Regions from separate parts of the Mus musculus genome. Here all the other regions are linked to region 2. The links are chromatin contacts, called in public promoter capture Hi-C maps. All regions are on one chromosome and are shown on one strand. The core of a region is the stretch at or near the end of the contact, and the rest is flanking DNA. Distances in the headings are between cores, read along the strand shown.

Region 1 (3,627 bases), core at 145-2,644, 1.8 Mb after region 2:
GCCTTCCAGAAATTCTACAAACCCCTAATTTACACCCTTCAGCCCCCCCCCCCCCCCGCCTTCCTTCAGGAGCTTAGACTGGCCGGTTTGCTTCCCCGCAATTCTTAAGAAATACTGGAAATCAAATAAATGCAAAGTGTCCCCACGCTGAGATTTCCTTGTCAGAAAGATCTAGGTCGTTCTGCAGATATTTCATTCAAAAGATGGATAATACACACTTTTGCAAAACTTTGCAGCAACCAGAGTATGGTCATCCGTTTCTATGCTGTTTAAGCAACACGAAGATATGTTTTTAAACATGGGATAGCTGACTTTTACATGTCACTAAGTTTTCCTTCATTTCGTTTTCTTCGCCCTCATTCTACCGTTCTGTCCTTAAAAATAAACGCACCCCAAATCCTCCTGACATCAGGCCCCTCATGGGTGGTGGTGAGGCCTGAGGCCTTCCAGCGATACGTACCTCTCAGAGTGTTGCCTTCCTTAACTTTTGGGTCAAATTCCGCAGACAAAATTCGATCGATACCAAATTTGAGGTCTTTGCTGGAGGGGGCAGGGGCGGAGCCGCTATGGTGGGGGACCACCCGCGTCCCCGAAGTCGGTGGCTGCAGGGAGACCGCCCGGGGTGGAGGCGGGGGCTGCTGCTGCGGTTGCTGTTGCTGCGTTGGTGATTGCTGCGGGAGATGCTGGTGGAAGGCGGCAGAGAGCGGAGACAGCCGCTGAGGGAAGCCAGCCGGGACTTCTGAGGGCGCCACCACCGGGGTGGGACGGAGCGGGGATCTGGCGGCAGCTTGGAAGGAGGCGTGCGGGTGCACGGAGCCCAAGTGTGCGGTGAGGGCTGCCGAGGCCCCCACCAGTCCCTCTGCAGCGGGCCCCGGCTCCCCGACGCCGGCGTGCAGGATGTCCGCGATGCAGAAAGAGGGTTTCTTGACAGCGGCTGGGTCCAGGGCGAAGGAGCAGCCGCCCGGGCCCGCCGAGGAGCAGTAGGCGGCTGACCAGAGACTAAAGTTGGAAGCATAGAAGGGAGCCAGGCCGGCTGCGAACATCCTGGCAGGATCCCGGCGGGGTCCTGGGTGAGTGGGGAAGTGGGTGGGCGCTCGGGCAGAGGCGGTGTCCCAGCCGAGCCCGAGCTGCTTTCGGTTCTTCGCCCGCCCTGAAGCGGAGGGCCAACCGGGGAGCCCTAGCGCCACCGAGGGACGAGGCGAGGGCCCGATCGCCGCCCGCCACGGCCTGGGCCCCTGGCTTGGCTTGAAAGGCGGCGCGGCGGGCGCGCTCCCCGCCGGGTGGATGGAGGCGATCGCCAGGCGCTGGGGCGACAAGGCGAGCGCGGCCTCGCTCTGCTACTCCGCAGAAGCCGGGGAGACAGGGACCCGACACCGAAAGAAAAACCCAAACAGCTAAGCCCTAAGAGCTAAATTTAAAACAACAATAATGATCCGTTAGTTTAAAAAAAAAAAAAAAAAAAAAAAAGGAAAAAAATTAAAAAAAAAAAAAAAACTCCTCTCTAAAAACTCCCAAAGTTTTGGCAGGAGCTTTCGAGTCAGACCCCGGGTAGGACCTTGATCCGTGCGCTCATTGGACGTCTTCGTGACCAATGGGACTCCGGAGTGGAGGGGAATTGGGAAAGAGGGGGGCGTGGCCGAGCTCGGCCACGCCCTGGCCACGCCAAAGTGTTTTCTGCGGCAGCGTGGGCTAAGCTGAGTACTGAGCGTCTCTGGGAGCCGCTTGGGGGTCGAGACTCCTCGGGCCTCTGGCTCTCCTCTGTCCCCTGCAGCTCGGGGACCCGCCAGCGGCAGAGCCTCGGAGCCGGTCTCCGGAATTTTCCTGGAGCTGCGGAGGAGGGGGATCACTGAGGCTCCCGTACTCTGCTGTAGTACACCCCCAACCTCCACCCCAGCAGACCACGCTGGCGGTCCGCAGGCTGTCCCTTCCGTATTCCGCTCTCATGCGACTTTCCTTCTCTCTGCTTTTACCCAGGTGCTTTTATCACAAGTCCTAGGTAAAGGCCCCATCCTCTCAGCGCCCCTACAGCCCAGAATCCCGACCCAAGTCTACTGTAATCCGCTGGTTTCTCAGCTCACCAGAGCTGCTCCAAGAAGCCAGGAGGAGGGCAGACCACAAATTAGTTTTATTCGGAGCTGTCATTCCAGTGACAACTTGAAAGAGTGACTTTTCAAACAAAAATAAGATAGATGGCTCCAAACGTCTCCCTTAGAAACAGCCAAACTTTTACCCTGAGCCTCGGAACCAACAAGGAGTGCAGCCCCAGAAGAGCGGCACGCGTGTCCCCTCTCTGCACCTTGTAGGAAGTGCTACCCTCCGCGGCCACCACATCCCCTGGTCACGTGAGGTCCTATGTTTTGCAAGTGCCAGGGAGCGGTTGCCTTTGAGATTAAATACCTACTTTTAATTCGGCTGCAGTTTTTCCAGGATCCGCTTTGGCCTGTTGGAGGGAGGCACTGTCCGAGCCTCCACAGCCAGCGCCTTCCATTCTTGCTAGGGTCTTTAGAACTCAGCCTAGGTGCACTGGGAATTTTCTGTCGCATCAACATCTCTATTTTAAGAATTCGTTCTCTTTTAAATTATAGTCAGAGTGGATTTCCCCGCCCCTCTCCCAAACAGACCACAGGCCACCTAGATGAACGGTTGTTGCACATTTCAGGAAGAAAATAAAATAATGACAATAACGAAACCACCAAATCTTTTGTTTTCGATTGTCCAAGTAAGTGTCTCCGGAATGATATTCCAAGGCAGGCTTATTTCCCCTCAGCAATAAGATACCAAAAACTGGAAGCCGTGAGGGAACTGCCAGGCTACTATCAGCTCAGGATTGGCGTGAGCTCTTGGATTAATGTCTAACAGCTTCGTGTCCTTGGTCGCCGGTATTGTCATCATTAGCGGACGCCTTTTTCCTCGAAAGCAATCGATGGCTAATCAATCACAGGCTATGATGTCCCAGTATCAGGGACAGGGGTACTAACTATATCAAGGAATGGAGGGGTATAGACAGTTGAGGGCAATGGTGCCTGGGACGAGAGGGGCCGGAAATCCTGTCTAGCAGGGAGCAGAGGGTGGACTTGTGACAAGTACAGAGGCCACCGGAGGTGAGTTTTGGGCTAAAGTTCTGGTGATGCGGTGAGAGACCTGTTCATTAACTTCACTGGGTATTAGAGAAAGCAAGTCACTACTAGCCTAGGGAGAGAGTATCTAGGCTGCCTGTCTCTGTTGCCGGTCTTTTCTAACAGCCTTGTAATTCAGTTGCGATTCCAGTTTAACCTCAAGACGTCCAGACAGCGAAGCGGTCTATAGCCAAGTCCCAGCTCAAAATGACGCTTCGCCCAGAGGCCTGCATCTTCTCCTCCTCCCCTAGAAATAAGGCTCCCCGCCCCTTTCCCCTCTTTGCTCTGTTTGAGTCGGCTGAACCGGAGTTGTGTGTGTAGAACAGGAGTGCTCTTGGGTGTCTGGCTGCGCCCACAGCCCAAACGCATCTGCGGCATTAGAAACCAGGAGTGCCCCGCAGATCAAAGGCTAGGCTGCAAGGACTGCCTCCTCCGCAGCTCAGCTGTAACTGCATCATATCTGAGCGATCCTCCGTTTTCCCAAGCCTGAGGCACCTTTGCAGCCGTCGCA
Region 2 (3,762 bases), core at 153-2,652:
CATGGGCTTCAAGCTGCCAGCCGAGGAGGGAGCTGAGAAGACTGTATAATGAGATCTTCCTTGGTAATTAAGTGCTGGGCTTTGTTTTAACCTATCTCTCCTGCCCTGCTTGATCATATCACCTAGCTGTCAGGCCACGCTGGAGAGTGTGAATCAACCTGGGATTACACCCCAGCTGCAAGAGGCAGCTGTCAGCTTTTGCCCAACCTCCATGCGACCCCAGTCTTACTGCAGACTGTGACACTTCTGTCCTTGAACTGGGTTTCACCCCCAGAAAGCGACTGACTTCGCCACCTTCCTATACAAATCCCTTCCTTTTAACACTCCTGCAGCAGCAGGCTCCTGACTTTTCTTTCCTTCAGCATGTCCCTTTCCAGAAAGCAGATCAACTCTCAACCCCACAACACCCCGCCCCCTCCTCCTAGGAGCAGGTGGAGGGTGGGAAGGAAAAGGGAAGTGAAGCCAGAAGGGCTCACAGGCCGGAAAGCTCTTGCGTTCTCTGAGGGAAATCACAACTTCCTTCCCTGGCCTTCAGTCACAGGCAGTAGCCTTTGCTGATCCAAATCTGACCTTCAGATATTTAGTATGGGGCAGGGGGTATAGTGCTTGTGGAAGCATGAGGACCAGAGTTCAATCCCTAACACACAAGTAAAGTCCACAGGCATGGTGATGGTACCTGCCTGTAACCCCAGTGCTGGGGAGGTAGAGCATCCAGTATCCCTGGGGCTTGTTAACCAGCTTAGCATTTTTGGTGAGTTCCAGGCCAGTGGGAGATCCTGTCTCAATAACTCAATAAACAAGATAGACAGCTCCTGATGAATGATGTGCATGTGTGGGCGTGTACACACACACACACACACACACACACACACACACACACACACACCTTCAATAGTTAAAATAGAAGGCGTAGCCAAGTAGTAGAGGGCAAAATGACAGCCAGCTTCACCCCTCAGCATCATATCTTCAAGATTTGGCACAGATCAAAGAGCACAGGCAAGAACAGAAGTAACTGCCCCGATCAGGACTTGCTGCGCTGGCCGTGTGTACAGTGCATCAGGATAGGATCTAGGCCGCCTTCCCTGGGTCAGTGCAGGCCTATGTTATCTCGATGGACAGTTAGGGGTAGCTACAAAAATCACAACAGGCCCTCTGCCTCCTGTGCTGGGCTCCATGATAGCCAATACCTACCGTCTGCCCCAGCTCTACTTTCTTTCCTACCTCAGTTACAAGGTCATTGCAGCAGAGATAGAGGTCTCCTCCCTGGCAAGAAAGCAGAGAGGTACCTAGGCTGAGGTACTTTGCCCAGAACTCAGAAAAGACAAGCATGGTCCACAGAGAAAGCCTGATCAAGAGTTGTGGGCGGGGCTCCAGCAGCGGGCGGTGTTTCCCTCTCCTCCCCGCTCTCCTGCTTTCCCGAGCCCAGCGGCAGCTTTGGTGCCTGGAGCCGAGTGAGGTCAGTCCTGGAGCCTGTGTTGTGGGAATCCCGCTTGGGAGGTGAGAGCCTTGTAGTTGCAAGGGGTCCAGCAGGGGGTTCCCTGAGACCGGAAGGGGCCCGGGACGTTGCTGGACACGTTAGTGCCCCCGCCCCTCTCTCTTCCTCCTGGCTTCGTCCTGAACCCTTTCAACTCTCTTTCCTGCCTGTGCTCTCTGCCACTCAGTGCCACGGAAACTGGGGTCCCTCGGCCCAGCGAGCTGAGAGTAAGCAGAGTGCCCAGCGGGACAATTCTAGGATTGACAAGTCACTTGCATGCTGGCTTTGGGACAAGGTTCCCTAGTTCTCTCTTCTGGCTTTCACCTTTGGCCCCACCCTCTGGAAGAGACAGGTATTTAACGCGCGCGGAGTCCGTTCTCTTGCTGTCTTCCTTGGAAAGAGGAAGTCGACAGTCACCATCAATTGAGCTATGGACACCTTAAAAAGACACTGCAGTCAGTGAAGTCCTTGGACACCCTCCGGGGCAGGGAGAAGTAGGGCAGCTGGCCCCGAGGCTGTGAAGAAAGAACTCCATCAGCCTTTGGCAATTACAGCCATTACAGTCATGGCTCTGCTCCGTAAACCACCACGGCTGGAATAGTGGTTGTTTCCTGAAGTGGGGTGGTTGGTTGTCTTGGGAGAGAGAAAGTCTCCCCAGGAAGGCTGCTGAGACCTTGAGGAATGGGAATGCATGGGGATTGCTTTCTCCCATTGGTGGGCTAGCCTTGTAATTAGCTAGTGTCTGGAACACGGCAGTCTAGCGCTGTGCGGCATGGGCCTGCAGCTTAACCGCAGGGCCTTTTATGAAGTGTTATTGAGGGTTAACCCCCTCAAGCACATGAACAATGCATTCCTCCTGTCCCGTACCTGGAAGGGGGTGTGGATGCTGACCTGCCACTGTCACACACATGTGGCTTGGTCTCTTTCCTCTGCCTTTCCTCAGAGGACACAACTCTGAATAGTTTGTTCAAGGTGTGTAGATCTTGACTCTGTTCACCTTATTCTTTGGGGGCAGAAACCAATCGTGAGGAACATCCAGCATGCTATGCAGTCAGGAGGGAACCCTGGGTTCTGCTATGCTAAATGCTTAGCCTTTCACATTGTGGTAGGATTCTTGGGGTGCCCCCGACGAGGGGTCCAGGCCAACGTTAATGATGGGGCGGTACAAGAAGAGTCCCTATTATAGTAATCAGGATGACTTAGTTCATTCATATGGGCTTGATGGACATCCTGGAAGACACTTCCATCCTAATTGATGGCCCAGGTTCACTCTCTTCTATCCTTTGCTGCTCAAACCTTTCTGATTCCACTGTGTGACTGCAAAGCTAATCTCGTCGGGTCTTAGCTTTGTCTGAGGAGGAAAGCCCTCTCCTGGGGCGATGTCTCTAACACAAAGGGTTCTTGGATAACTCCTGGTGGCGGCTTCTTCAGCTTTGTAGCTCTGCTGAGGATTGGAAGCAGTTATTGTGTCTGCCCTCCCTTGCTTTTAGTCCTATGGAGCAAGAGTTCCTGCCCTGCCAAATTCCTGTCCCCTGACGTGTTTGCTTCTTCTTCAGTTTGTGGAAAAGAATGTGGTGACAGACCTTCCAGGCGTTGGGGCCTCCCCGCCCTGGTACCATAGTTTTCTGAGCTGTGAGCCACAGCCTATGATGTCCTCAGCTCTGTGGGACAAAGACAAGGTTGGAGCATGGCTCCCACGGTTCTGAACTGTCCAGGTGTAGCTGGGAAGATAAAACCCCACACCTGTGAGACAATTAGAACGAAGTCAAGGCAAAACCATATAGCGGTGTCTGATAACTCCAAGAGGTAGGGTGTGGGGGGCTGGAAAAGGCAGAGTACACTCGAAAAAGCTGAGTGTTCAGAAGCTCAACTTAGAAAGCACAGTCAAGGATCAGCCAGGCAGAAGGCTAGCCTGGAGCTCGGGGCAAGCAGGCACTCCTGCTGACCACATGCCCTCCTCCCTGTACAGCTCCTGTTACATATCCTCTGTGTGTGTGTGTGTGTGTGTGTGTGTGTGTGTATCTCCATGCAGTATCTCTCCACCCACAACACTGGCTTCTCTCATTGTTTTGACTGTGCCTCATTTTTCTCTTTGTGCTTTCTCTCTTCTGCTCAGAAAATCTAATTCTTTTAGAGACTCGGTGTATTCCAGACTATCCTGCAATTCTATGTATCCCAGGCCGGCCTTAACGTCCTCATGCTGCTATCCCAGTCTCCCAAGAGCTGGGATTATAGGTAGGCATGTACATAAGGGCAGGTGCCCACAGAGGCCAGAAGAGGCCATCAGA
Region 3 (3,548 bases), core at 819-3,318, 1.9 Mb after region 2:
CTCCTGGTAAACACGTTAGAACATGTTTAAGCCTGGTGTCTTTTCCCATCTATCTAGAATGGTTTTCTAATTTACTTGCCTGGAAAGGGCCTGGCTGTTTTCTAGTTTTCAGTGCAAGCAATTGACTTTTTTTTTCTTCTAATTTTTCCCTGAGTACCCCCTAGGCAGCCTCCCGGACCCTTCCTCTCTCTTCTCTGTCACTTGTCACTGTCCCCCTCATTGTATGTTTGGCTGTTTGCATTTGTTGTTATTTATTTGTTTATTGCTTATGTTCCCTGAGAGCTTGTGACGAAAGTGAAGAATTTGACACCACAGCTGTGGTGCAATTCAGAACATGTTTTCTGAATCAATACGGTAATAAAATGGCAATGCCCTTTGCCTCTGAGGCTGACAGAATCGATCTATAGACAAGAAGCTAGTGTATGTGGGATCCCACTGCTCAAAACAGGGAATAGTTAGGGTTCCTGACTGCCTGGAGCAGAGGTGAGCAGCTGACCTTTGAACTTTGTCCAGAACTGCTGTGTCTCAGTGAAAGGACCATTGGTGTATTTTCTAGTGAAGGAGAGTCAGCCTCTAATGATCTTTGGTTCTTGAGATATGAAGAATTGCAAAACACAGGTGATGGGGAGAGGGGGGGGGTTGGGGCGGGCGGAGAGCAGTCTCACATTACAAGGTCCACACTGAACCGAGGAACCCACTCATCTGTAACTGCCCATCAACCTTATGTAAAAGCCACCCGTAAATCAGCTATGAGACAAGAAGGGCTTTGGAGCAAAAATCTCCATTTCTTCTTCCTGAACCAGTCGGTCAGCATGTCCACTGGACCGGCCTGATCTGAGGCGAATGGCTTGTGTTAGCTTTAGAGAGCTGAGACGGGGAGGTCGCAGCCTCTGTTAGCCTGTGTCCTCTGCTGAAGGAGAGGCCTGAGGATCCTGATACGCAGCCTTCCAGTGATGCCCAGAGCTGGTGGGAGACCAGACCTGAAGAGAGCAGAGCTGCTGAACCTTCGCTGAAGTCCCGGCGACAGGGGTCACTCCTCAGCTGGACTCTTAGTCGCTGTTTACAAATCCCAGGTTGCCCCCCCCCCCACCCAGTGCAGAACCTTTATCTGACAAGAGCCTTGGGGAAATAACACTCACAGCTTATTTTCTTAAGCTGTCATGCATGCTCAACTACTGCACTAACAGGGATGAGCCGTGCCTAGGATCCAGGATCTATTGTCTTAGTTTTTCTAAATTTAAGACTATCACTGAGAGTAAAGTAACCAAGGACCAGTCCCTTCAGGGTCCCTGGGTGGAGGGAGATTGAAGTTTCTTCTTGCGGATTGGCCGGCGTGAGAAATGCCTCGTCTAACACCACAAGATTTGAAATAGCCACGAGAGGATGGATAGAGAGATGTCCAACTCCAGGAAGCGTGAAACCCGGGAACTTCAGAGTTCCAGGTCCCCCGAGTTGGCTGGCGGAGGGTGAAGTTCATTTTTTCCGTTTCTCACCACCCCTTTCCCAGCCTCCGGTCTCTAGTCTGAGTAAGAAGGGACCGGCGAGCGGACCCCGCTGACCTCCCCACACCCACACAGCCTAGGTCAGCGTGGTGATGCTCGGTGCTCAGCGTACCTGTCGCGCAGGTGGCCATAGCGCAGCCCCATGGCAGTGCACTCTGCCTCGCTCACCGACAACCCCTTGCAGGACTTGATTGGGTAGATCCAGAGCTGTGCCACCGTTCCCACTTGCTGTAGCCGCCGGCGTCGCCGGGGACGCGCACGACGCCAGGCCACTGTCCCCAGGGCCACCGCGGCCAGTCCCAGCGCGGCGACGCCGAGCCAGGTGGACCGCGGCTGGCCCGGGACCCGAAACGCGGAGAAGCCGAAGAGGGTCAGCGCCCAGGACCCCGCACCCATGACTGGAGAGGGCGGGATGAGCGCTTGATACACCTCCGGCGCCGACTGGACCAAGAGCTACTGTGGCCAGCGGCCTGGGCCTGAGCCCAAAGGTCAGCAGCTCCTGACCCTTCCCCTCCAATCCAAATTGTGCATCTTCATTCGGCCTGGGCGGGAGGTGGTGGCTCAGCTGTGGAATCTCACCGCCTGCCCCTACTTTCCGCTGCCTTCCCCCCCTTCGGTCCCTCCCTCCCTCCCTCCCCTTCCCTCCCTCGCTGACCCTCTCCCAGGATCAATCAGTGCAGAGCAGCTTATTTACATGTTTGCAGAGTTGTTTATTTGACCTAAAACACACAACGTTTGCAGAACGTGGCGTGATTTTGAAATTAGAAACCAGGCTGCGGGCAGCCGCCCCTCTGGGGTCTGTGGGGAGCAGTTTGGCAGCAGCCAGGGTGCTTCCAACCAGCTGGGATATGAAGGGAAAAGATCTGACCAGCCTTGAGGATCTACAGGGCCAATCCTGGGCTGCAGCTATTCGTAGACACCCGCCCCCCGCACCCCCCACCCACACGCCCCTCTTTTCCCTGCGTCCTAATGTGGACTTGCACTGCCAGGTATCTCTTCCGAAGGCTACCGCATCTTGAACAACAAAGACAAGACCATCAAGGTACCTTGGGCGCCTTAGGCACCTGTTTGGTGTGTCAAGCTGCTAAAATGTCATATTTATTCAAGACTGTTCTAACCAGAGCATTTTCTCTACTAAGTTAAGGCAGAGAGACTGGACTTTGTACTGAAACAAGGGCTGGGGATTTTACAGCCAAGGGGCAGTGCGGGGATGAACCTGGCTGCAGGAATAAAGATTTCTCTGAAGAGAAGCTTGTGCCCTTCCCTCTAGCCAACAGACTCTTGAAACAGTGGACCAAGAAACTGGGACTCCCCCGACTTCACCCCATCCCAAGTCTCAAGGTGAGAGAAGGAGATGGCTGGGAGCCATCAATCAATCGGAGGGAGAGCCTGCCTCCCAGAGGGAGATTCCACAGAGTTCTGACAAAGCCTCAGACCGCCTGAAACACGGGAGGGTCTGATGGGTAGGATCACACTTTGACCAGAATAGTTCTGCTGATGGGCAGCATCCTAAAGCAGAGGGGGCAGTCCCCAAAACTCGATGTTCACGTGGAAATGCAAGAATGAGGTATCATGGAGGCCAGCCGAGGCCAGGCAATGTGCTGCCGGCTGAGTTGGACGCCCTGTAGAGGTGCCCTGTAGAGAGGCCACTGTGTGGAGAGTGGGAGAAGCAAGCAGAACGCTAGCACACACTGGCCTCAGCTAGCTGGGCGACTCACTTCCCTGGGTTTGGGCATGAAATGTCACCCTCTAGCTTGCATGTCCCCCCGGCTGGTGGCGCTATCTGGGGAGGCTGAAGTAAATGATGAGGTGTAGCCTAGCTGGGGAGGAAGGAAGTCTCCTGAGGGCTGGCCCCTTCCTGACCATCTGCTTCCTTCCCTTGGCTTGTCAGGTAAAATTGACTCAGGATACAGCTTCATATCCCACATTTACCTCACAGCCTGCTGGAAGCCAAGGGCCCAGGACCCAGCGAAGGAGAAGACGGAAGGAGCAACAGCTGTCCCCCATGGATGATATGTCTTTTGACATCATCAGCTATATGCCTTA

The links. Promoter capture Hi-C pulls out the DNA fragments that hold promoters and counts their contacts. Capture Hi-C pulls out chosen DNA fragments and counts their contacts.
Region 1: a contact with region 2 is called in a promoter capture Hi-C map of pancreatic islet. The contact joins the promoter of Hlx here to the promoter of Tlr5 in region 2. A contact is called at or near these places in 1 of 115 datasets of contacts at active chromatin or transcription factors (embryonic stem cells) and 3 of 9 other capture datasets (embryonic stem cells, liver and pancreatic islet).
Region 3: a promoter capture Hi-C map of embryonic stem cells shows a contact between it and region 2, with 41 times the contacts expected there. The contact joins the promoter of Mtarc1 here to the promoter of Tlr5 in region 2. A contact is called at or near these places in 1 of 39 promoter capture datasets (embryonic stem cells) and 3 of 115 datasets of contacts at active chromatin or transcription factors (embryonic stem cells and pancreatic cancer cells).

What each region holds. Positions count from the first base shown.
Region 1 is chr1:184,731,099-184,734,725 of GRCm38.p6, forward strand. It overlaps Hlx (H2.0-like homeobox), which reads right to left and starts at 1,395. Exons shown (of 4, transcript NM_008250.2): 1 at 461-1,395. The coding sequence starts at 1,043.
Region 2 is chr1:182,953,386-182,957,147 of GRCm38.p6, forward strand. It overlaps Tlr5 (toll-like receptor 5), which reads left to right and starts at 1,403. Exons shown (of 4, transcript NM_016928.3): 1 at 1,403-1,497.
Region 3 is chr1:184,809,232-184,812,779 of GRCm38.p6, forward strand. It overlaps Mtarc1 (mitochondrial amidoxime reducing component 1), which reads right to left and starts at 2,069. Exons shown (of 7, transcript NM_001290273.1): 1 at 1,615-2,069. The coding sequence starts at 1,898.